Linked DNA regions of Danio rerio: region 2 is linked to region 1. The links are chromatin contacts, called in public Micro-C maps. All regions are on one chromosome and are shown on one strand. Each heading gives the region's core, a stretch centred on a gene start, on an enhancer-like site or on the middle of the called end of the contact. The rest is flanking DNA. Distances are from core to core; before and after follow the strand shown.

Region 1 (4,217 bases), core at 663-3,162:
ACACATAGACATCATCTGTATGTTACCCAGCAGGCACAAAACATCATAAGACGTTGATATTAGGTTAGATTTTGGTCATGATGTCAGGTGATCAGCGTCTAAGAACAACATTATTTTGATGTCCAATAACGATGTCAAAGTATGTTGATATTTGGTTGATTTTAGGTTGTGTTGGAAAGTGACCAAACCAAACGTCTGAAAGATAGTGGTAACGTCCACACTACAAGGTGTAGCATGATCAGACGTTGATAGTTGATTGATTTTAGGTTGATTAAAGTTGGAAATTGATGTCAACCTGACTTTGGGTTCTGGCGTCAACCCAATTTTCATTTCCAAACAAAATTCAGCGTCCCCACAACGGTGGTGTATGTTGAGGTACAATGTTAACATGACGTTATGGAAGTCAATGGTTACAGGTAGTGCTGGGCGATTTGCCCTACAACCAAAATCTCGATTAATTAGTAATTTAGTAATGAAAATTTATCAGTCACAAATTATGAAAGCACATTTTAAAAGTGCTTACAAGTCAATAATACAGCATTTGTATCTGCAGTTATAAACTGCTTACTAATGTCTAGGCCCACACGAAATCTGCACGTGCAGAATTCCGCAGATTTTCCGCAGATTTTTAGCCCATCATTAATTCTGTTTATTTACTTGAGTAAATGTGTAACTCTGAATTTATTCAGTTTTTATTCAGTAATTTATTACTTTTTATTTCATATATTAAGGTTTTAGTTATGATACTCCCAAAATAATTCCGCAGAAATCCGCATATTTTTACCAAAATTCTCCACAAAAAAAGCAAAAAAACGTCTGCAGATTTCGTCTGGCCCTGCTAATGTCTATTAATGTAGAGTTCATGCTTAATAGCTAATGATTGCACTATATGCTAATCCTTAATAAATGGTCCATAATGTGTAGTTATTATAAAGTTCTACCTTGTGTATATTTTTATATTTAAAAAGGCTTTTCAAAACATTTTAACAGCAATGTTTATATATACACACACACACACGCGCACGCACGCACACACACACACACACACACACACACACACACACACACACACACACACAGTTGAAGTCAGAATTATTAGCCCCCCTTTGAATTTTTTATTCCTTTTTAAATATTTCCCAAATAATGTTTAACAGAGCAAGGAAATTTCCACAGTATGTCTGATAATGTTTTTTCTTCTGGAAAAAGACTTATCCGTTTTATTTGAGCTAGAATAAAGGCAGTTATTAATTTTTTGATGAACCATTCTAAGGTCAAATTATTAGCCCCTTTAAGCTAATTTTTTTTTTCGACTGTCTACAGAACAAACCATTGTTATACAATAATTTACCAAATTACCCTAACCTGCCTAGTTGACCTAATTAACCTAGTTAATCATTTAAATGTCACTTTAAGCTGTATAGAAGTGTCTTGAAGAATATCTAGTAAAATATTATTTACTGTCATCATGACACATAAAAGAAATCCGTTATTATAAATGAGTTATTAAAACTAGTATGCTTAGAAATGAAAAAAAAAAAAAAAAAATCTGAAAAAATTTGCTCTCCATTAAACAGAAAATGGGGGGGGGGGTAATAATTCATGTGTGTGTGTTTGTGTGTGTGTTAACAATTATTTTGTTAACAGCTTAGCTCTCTCTATATGCAAAACATTCTGCTGACACACAGTATGTTCTCACAGTCCTGTGGAACTCCATAGAGCATGTGTGTGTGTGTTTGTGTGTGAGAAACAGTGAATAGGAGTGGAAGATACAGAGTGGCACGCTGAGATAATGAAAAAGAGACAATTCTCCCAGACACGGTCTCTCCTCGTACTCTGCTTCTCCGTCTGTTGCACAGTTCTGTTTGGAGCCAAACAGTCAAGAATGTGGGGTATCATTTCCTGCAGAGAGATGACGTTCATGGAAAGGAGAGAAAGAGAAAAAAAAAAGGCCCTCGCCAAAGGGAGGCTTAGTGGTGTCAGACTCAGGAAACAGAGTTTTCAGATTTGAGGAGTTAGAGACTGAATGTGTGTTGAGAAAGTGCTGGATCTTCCACCGAGAGAGTCTGTGTGTGTGTGTGAGGCCAGGAACTGGCAGCTGCTGTGGTAGGGCAAGACTGGGCAGGCTCCGGTGCTCGGCCCCAGGGAAGCGCCAAGCTGCCAAAGTGCCCTGGCAGGGGCCCGGGATGGGTCCGCAGGAACAGAAGAGCCTCTTTGTGCTCACCTTGCCAGCAGAAACCCAGCCTCTGCGCTCGGGTTGAGTCTGCTCCGCTTTGCTGTGCTTACACTACAACACGGCGACCGCGGATAGCAGCGAAGCTACAAATCACAGCCAAATTTATGAAACAAGACTCTTCTCTCGAGGCGTCCAGTTAAAGTCAAAATGATTAGTCCTACTGTTCAACGTTGACTCTTTTGAAATATTTTTCAATTGTTGCTAAATGGAGAGGTTTTTTTTTTACCTGATACTTTTAATAACTATTTTGTTTTGTCTTTGCCATGGGGATCTAATGTTTTTCTACTTATTTTGTAAGATACTAGTATTCAGCATAACGTGCAAAGGGTTAACTACACTGTAAAAAAAAAATCTGTAAATTAGCAGTTTTCTGTATTTTGTCTTTTTTTTTACCCATTTCCCATACTGCATTTCCCATCTTTCCTGTACTCGAATTGCATTATGGGATCTTGATTTTCTTCCAACATCTTTTAACCTTGCAAAGTTCGTAAATGTAACTTTCATTAACATTTTTAATAGTTTAATCTTTGTAATCATTTATATTTGAATTGATTTTAAATTACTTAATATCCAGGACAAAAGTCCCCTGGTTAAAAAAAAAAAAAAAAGTTCAGTCATTTTAATACACATATTTAAGTATGTCAGGAAAATTGCTTATTTAAAGATTATTTTAAGTAAGTAAGTAAATAAATATTTTACTTATGTTTAAGGTGAAATATTGAATACAGGAGAAAGAATTATGAATAAGCTGAGATTTGGCACAATCACAATATAGGAAAAAAAATAGTGTATATAAAATTGTTTATATAAAATTGTTCATGCTTTTATCAGCAGAAGGGTGGATTACCGTAACGGCCTCCTCATGGGTCTTCCCAAAAAGACAGTCAGACAGTTACAGCTCATCCAGAACGCTGTGGCCAGGATTCTGACCAGAACCAGGAAATCAGAGCACATCAAACCTGTCCTCAGGTCTCTACACTGGCTCCCAGTTACATTCAGAATAGATTTTAAAGTATTATTACTGGTCTATAAATCACTAAATGGCCTAGGAGCTCAATACATTACAGATATGCTCACTGAATACAAACCCAACAGATCACTCAGATCTTTAGGATCATATAAACTAGAAATTCAGTCAAAGCAGGGTAAATCGGATTTCAGCTACCACATCCCCTACTGCTGGAATCAGCATCCAGAAATGATCAGATGTGCTCCAACATTAGGCACATTTAAATTGAGACTAAAAACACCTCTGTTTAGCTGTGCCTTTACTGAATGAGCACTGTGCTACGTCCCACAGATCACACTATTGTTTTTCTCCGCTTTTTCATTCTTTTATAACCTGTTTTAACACATTTTTATTTGTTTTTATCTGTTTTTTAATCATTTTTATTATTTGTTTTTTTTAATTTTTCTTATACTTATCTCTTTTTTACTTATTATGTAAAGCACTTTGAATTGCCACCGTGTATGAAATGTGCTATATAATTAAACTTGCCTTGCCGATATGATCATTTTCATGGTGGTTCAGTGTAGTTTTAAAATAAAAACAATCATTTCATAATATATATGCTAATGCATTCATTAAAAATGATTTGAGTAAAAGTTTTTTTTTTTTTCTCAAACACGGAAGAACTGTAAATTCACTTTGCTGCAGTACCTCCAAGTCTTAAAATATCTTTGTAATGATTTACATTTGAATTGTTTTAAAATGACATAATAATCAGGACAAAAGTCCCCTAGTTGGTTAAAAACAATACTGTATAGTCCTTTTAACACACTTAGGTACTTCAAGAAATTGTATATTTAAAGATTATTTTAGGTAAGTATTGCACTTACTATAAGCGTAAAATATTAACAAGTACACTCAATAACAATTTTAACATTAATTGACACAATATTGACATTTAATGTTCTCAAAGCTTGTTGGAAATATTAAGCTCTACATTACACACTTAAATAATACATTTAAATTCACAATTTG
Region 2 (4,217 bases), core at 894-3,393, 200 kb before region 1:
AATACTAGTATTCAGTTTATAGTTAAGACAAAAAAATTTGATCTTAGCAGTTTTTACATAAAAAAACAAACATATTATTATTATTTTATTATTTGTCATTTATTATACAGCCATTCTAAAAGAAAAAAAAAAGATTTCTCGAGAAGAAAAATAGTAAGGAAAGAATGTGAACATTTTCCTTGTTTTGTTAAACATCACTTTGAAAATATCTGAAATAAAATTTAGTAATTAAATATTTGATAACTTTCATATTAAATTAAATGGAACATCAAAAGATGTTACAGATTGTTAAATTAAAGATTTATTTGTTTGTTTATATCATACACTAACCGGCCACATTAATAGGTACACCTGTCCAACTGCTCGTTAATGCAAATTTCTAATCAGCCAATTACATGGCAGCAACTCAATGCATTTAGGCATGTAGACATGGTCAAGACGATCTGCTGCAGTTCAAACCAAGCATCGGGGAAGAAAGGATATTTAAGTGACTTTGAATGTGGTATGGTTGTTGGTGTCAGACGGGCTGGTCTGATTATTTCAGAAACTGCTGATCTACTGGGATTTTCATGTACAACCATCTCTAGGGTTTACAGAGAATGGTCCGAAAAGGAGAAAATATCCAGTGCAGTTCTGTGGGTGCAAATGCCTTGTTGATGCCAGAGGTCAGAGGAAAATGGCCAGTCTGGTTTGAGCTCATAGAAAGGCAACAGTGACTCAAATAAGCACTCGTTACATCCAAGGCATGCAGAAGAGCATCTTTGAATGCACAACACATCCAGCCTTGAGGCGGATGGGCTACAGAAGACCACACCGGGTGCCACTCCTGTCAGCTAAGAACAGAAAACTGAGGCTACAATTTACACAGGCTTATCAAAAGTTTACAACAGCAGATTGAAAAAACGTTGCCTGGTCTGCTTTTTCTGCTGTGTCATTGGGATGGTCAGAATTTGGCCCTTCAGTGCTTATTGAGCCTCGTGTCAACGCCACAGCCTACCTGAGTATTGTTGCTGACCGTGTCCATCCCTTTATGACCACAGTGTACCCATCTTCTGATGGCTTCTTCCAGCAGGATAACACACCATGTCACAAAGTGTGAATCATCACAGACTGGTTTCTTGAACATAACTATGAGTTCACTGTACTCAAATGGCCTCCACAGTCACCATATCGCAATCCAATAGAGCACCTTTGGGATTTGGTGGAATGGGAGATTCGCATCATGGACGTGAAGCCGACAAATCTGCAGCAACTGCGTGATGCTATCATGACAATATGGAGCAAAATCTCTAAGGGGTTATTTCCAGTACCTTGTTGAATCTATGCCATGAAGGATTAAGGCAGTTCGGAAGGCAAAAGGGGGTTCAACTGGGTACCAGTAAAGTGTACCTAATAAAGTGGCCGGTGAATGTACATTAAACCAACATAAAATTAATATAATATTACTTGAACTTGATATACAAAGTATATTATTACTTTGATTTTTATATATTTACTTATATATTTTAGTCTTGTTTCTAGTCTATATATCGAAAAAATCTTAAATCAAGAAGCATTTTCTAGACAGGCACAAAATATTGTCTTGTTTTAAGAAGTGATGTCAAAATTATGTTTTTTTTTAAAACAAGCTAAATAATTGTGTTGTAAAACAAGCTTAATAATTGTATTTTTTTATTTTTATTTTTTATAAATTTTGTCATTATTTCTTAAAACAATATGTTTTGCTTGTTTAAAACAATGTTCCTTGAATTAAGATTTCCAAGATACTTGGACTAGAAGCAAGACAAAAAATATCTACCTAAGAAAATCATAGTGCAATAGATTTATATGTAAACATACTAAGAGTTAATATATACGTTTACTTCTTTGACACTTTATTCGTCATTAACTTTACTGACTCTCAAGACGTCTGTCATGGGCAGGTGTCAGTTGAGCCTCTAGAAATAAAACAGGCAGAGTAAGTTGTTAATATTTTAGGGTAGATGTCATGACTGTATTCACCTTTGGTTCAACTGGGACCTTCAAAGGCCGACTTATTTTATGGGTTACCACCATAAAGCCCAGAGAGTTTTACCTGCACACATGGATGACGTTGGGGAATTCATTGTTCCCTGCCGGTGAAGGGGTTTATCAGGGTTCAGGGGCATGAATGGAATGTCTCTGCGTTGGGCCCCGCAGGGTGAATTTACTGAGGTGGAGCTGGATCCTGCTAACAGCCAGGACATGAAGCAAAACAAAATAATAATATTAAAAAAATAATTAAATAAGTAAAACACAATATAAAATAAAAAACTTAACAAAAATACAATTAAATAAAAATAAAATAAAGTACAGGACAGTAAAAAACAAGAACTAAACTAAAATGAAATTTAAATAATAACCTAAACTAAAATAAAACATGAAATAAAGTAAAATACAATATAAAATAAAAACTACGATAAAATAAAATTAAGTAAAATAACAATACATTATAAAATAAAAACTACACAAATAAATAAATAAAAATACAATATAAAAAATAAACTAAACTAAAATAAATTCAATAAAAAAACAATTAAGTGAAATACAGTATAACATAAAAAGTAAATAAAATAAAATTAAGTAAAATGCTAAACTAATAATAATAATTAATTCATTAAAATAAAGTACAATATAAAATAAAACGTAACTAAAATACAATTAAATAAAAATAAACACAACAAAATATTAAAATAAAGTACTGTAAAATAAAAAAAACTAAACTAAAATTAAATAAACCTAAAATAAAATAAAAACTATAATACAATATAGTATAAGGAATGGTGCAATATAAAGTAAAATAAATAATAAAATGAAATAAATTAAAAATAAAGTAAAATAAAATTTGAAATATAAACTACACAAATAAATAAAATTAAGTAAAATACAATATGAATAAACTAAACTAAAATAAATTCAATAAAAATACAATCAATTAATTTACAATATAACAAAAAGTAAACTAAATAAAATAAAATAAAGTAAAATGCCAAACTAATAATAATAATATATAATTAAATAAATAAAGTAAAACACAATATAAAATAAAAGCTAAACAAAAATACAATACAATTAAATGAATATAAAAATAAATAAATAATAAAATAAAGTACAGTAAAAAACTGAACTAAAACATATTAAATAAACAACCCAAAATAAAAAAAACTAAGATAAAATGAAATAAAAAGTAAAGTAAAAAACCATACAATATAAAATAAAAACAAAACAGAAACTAAACTAAAACTAATATCAATTAAATAAATAAAGTAAAGTAATACAATATAAAATAAAAAACTAAAATAAAATACAATTAAATGAAAAGAAAAATAAATAATAAAATAAAGTACTGTAAAAAATTACTGAAATAAAAGATTATAGCAATGTAACATTCTCAAGTTCTCTTTTATAGGATCATGTTTACAGTTTATGTAATTCTCCTCACCTGTGTTTACTTCAGTTAGTGAGTGACATGTCATTGCAGATGAATTGACCTAGCTTTGGCATTATTCGTTCTCTGATTCAGTCTAATGTAAATATTCCACATTAACACAAAATTCAACGTGTATCAAATATAAATTTTTTTATTTCTGTTTTGTTTGGTAGTATTTGATCAGTAAAGGTATTTATTTTGAATAATCATTGAATATTGGGTATTTTCTCTTTACTTTAAACGTATATTACACCCAGAAAACGAACAAACGTATCTAGTTTGAGAACCGCACAAACATTCCTGTCTAATCTTCACTAATGTTTGCGGATGGACCTGCTTTGACCACTGGAGGGCAGTATCAACCTTATGGTGAGGAGTGAGGTAATGGCGGACTGAGTGCAGCCAGGTTTGTCCGGTATGGAAATGACTTCTGAATGTGTTTGAAAAGGCTGATTTAGTGAAATGACCATCCTGTGTAAGGTTGTAATACCTATAAAGAAGAAGGTGGAGAGCAACACTTAGTCTAATCATTTATTTATTTAAAAAACATTAATATTCATACAAGTCATTTAACGACTTTAAATACAAATGAACAAAATATACTATTTATTTATCTATCTATCTATCTATCTATCTATCTATCTATCTATCTATCTATCTATCTATCTATCTATCTATCTATCTATCTATCTATCTATCTATCTATCTATCTATCTATCTATCTATCTATCTATCTATCTATCTATCTATCTACACTGTAAAAAATGCA

The links. Hi-C and Micro-C count contacts between places; a contact is called where the count stands out from the background.
Region 2: a Micro-C map of caudal fin shows a contact between it and region 1, with 5 times the contacts expected there. The contact joins two enhancer-like sites. A contact is called at or near these places in 2 of 18 Hi-C or Micro-C datasets (caudal fin and an unstated tissue).

Annotation. Positions count from the first base shown.
Region 1 is chr13:5,629,321-5,633,537 of GRCz12tu, reverse strand. All of the region lies in intron 4 of LOC141377110 (a long non-coding RNA gene), which reads left to right. Among named protein-coding and RNA genes, the nearest start is that of meis1b, 50 kb to the right of the region's middle. Within about 2 kb of position 1,912, at least 16 of the 62 cell types and tissues checked have an H3K27ac peak or open chromatin away from gene starts, as enhancers often do. A contact at or near this core is called in caudal fin, where this site is marked.
Region 2 is chr13:5,831,142-5,835,358 of GRCz12tu, reverse strand. All of the region lies in intron 1 of LOC141377107 (a long non-coding RNA gene), which reads right to left. Among named protein-coding and RNA genes, the nearest start is that of spred2b, 130 kb to the left of the region's middle. Within about 2 kb of position 2,143, at least 4 of the 62 cell types and tissues checked have an H3K27ac peak or open chromatin away from gene starts, as enhancers often do. A contact at or near this core is called in caudal fin, where this site is marked.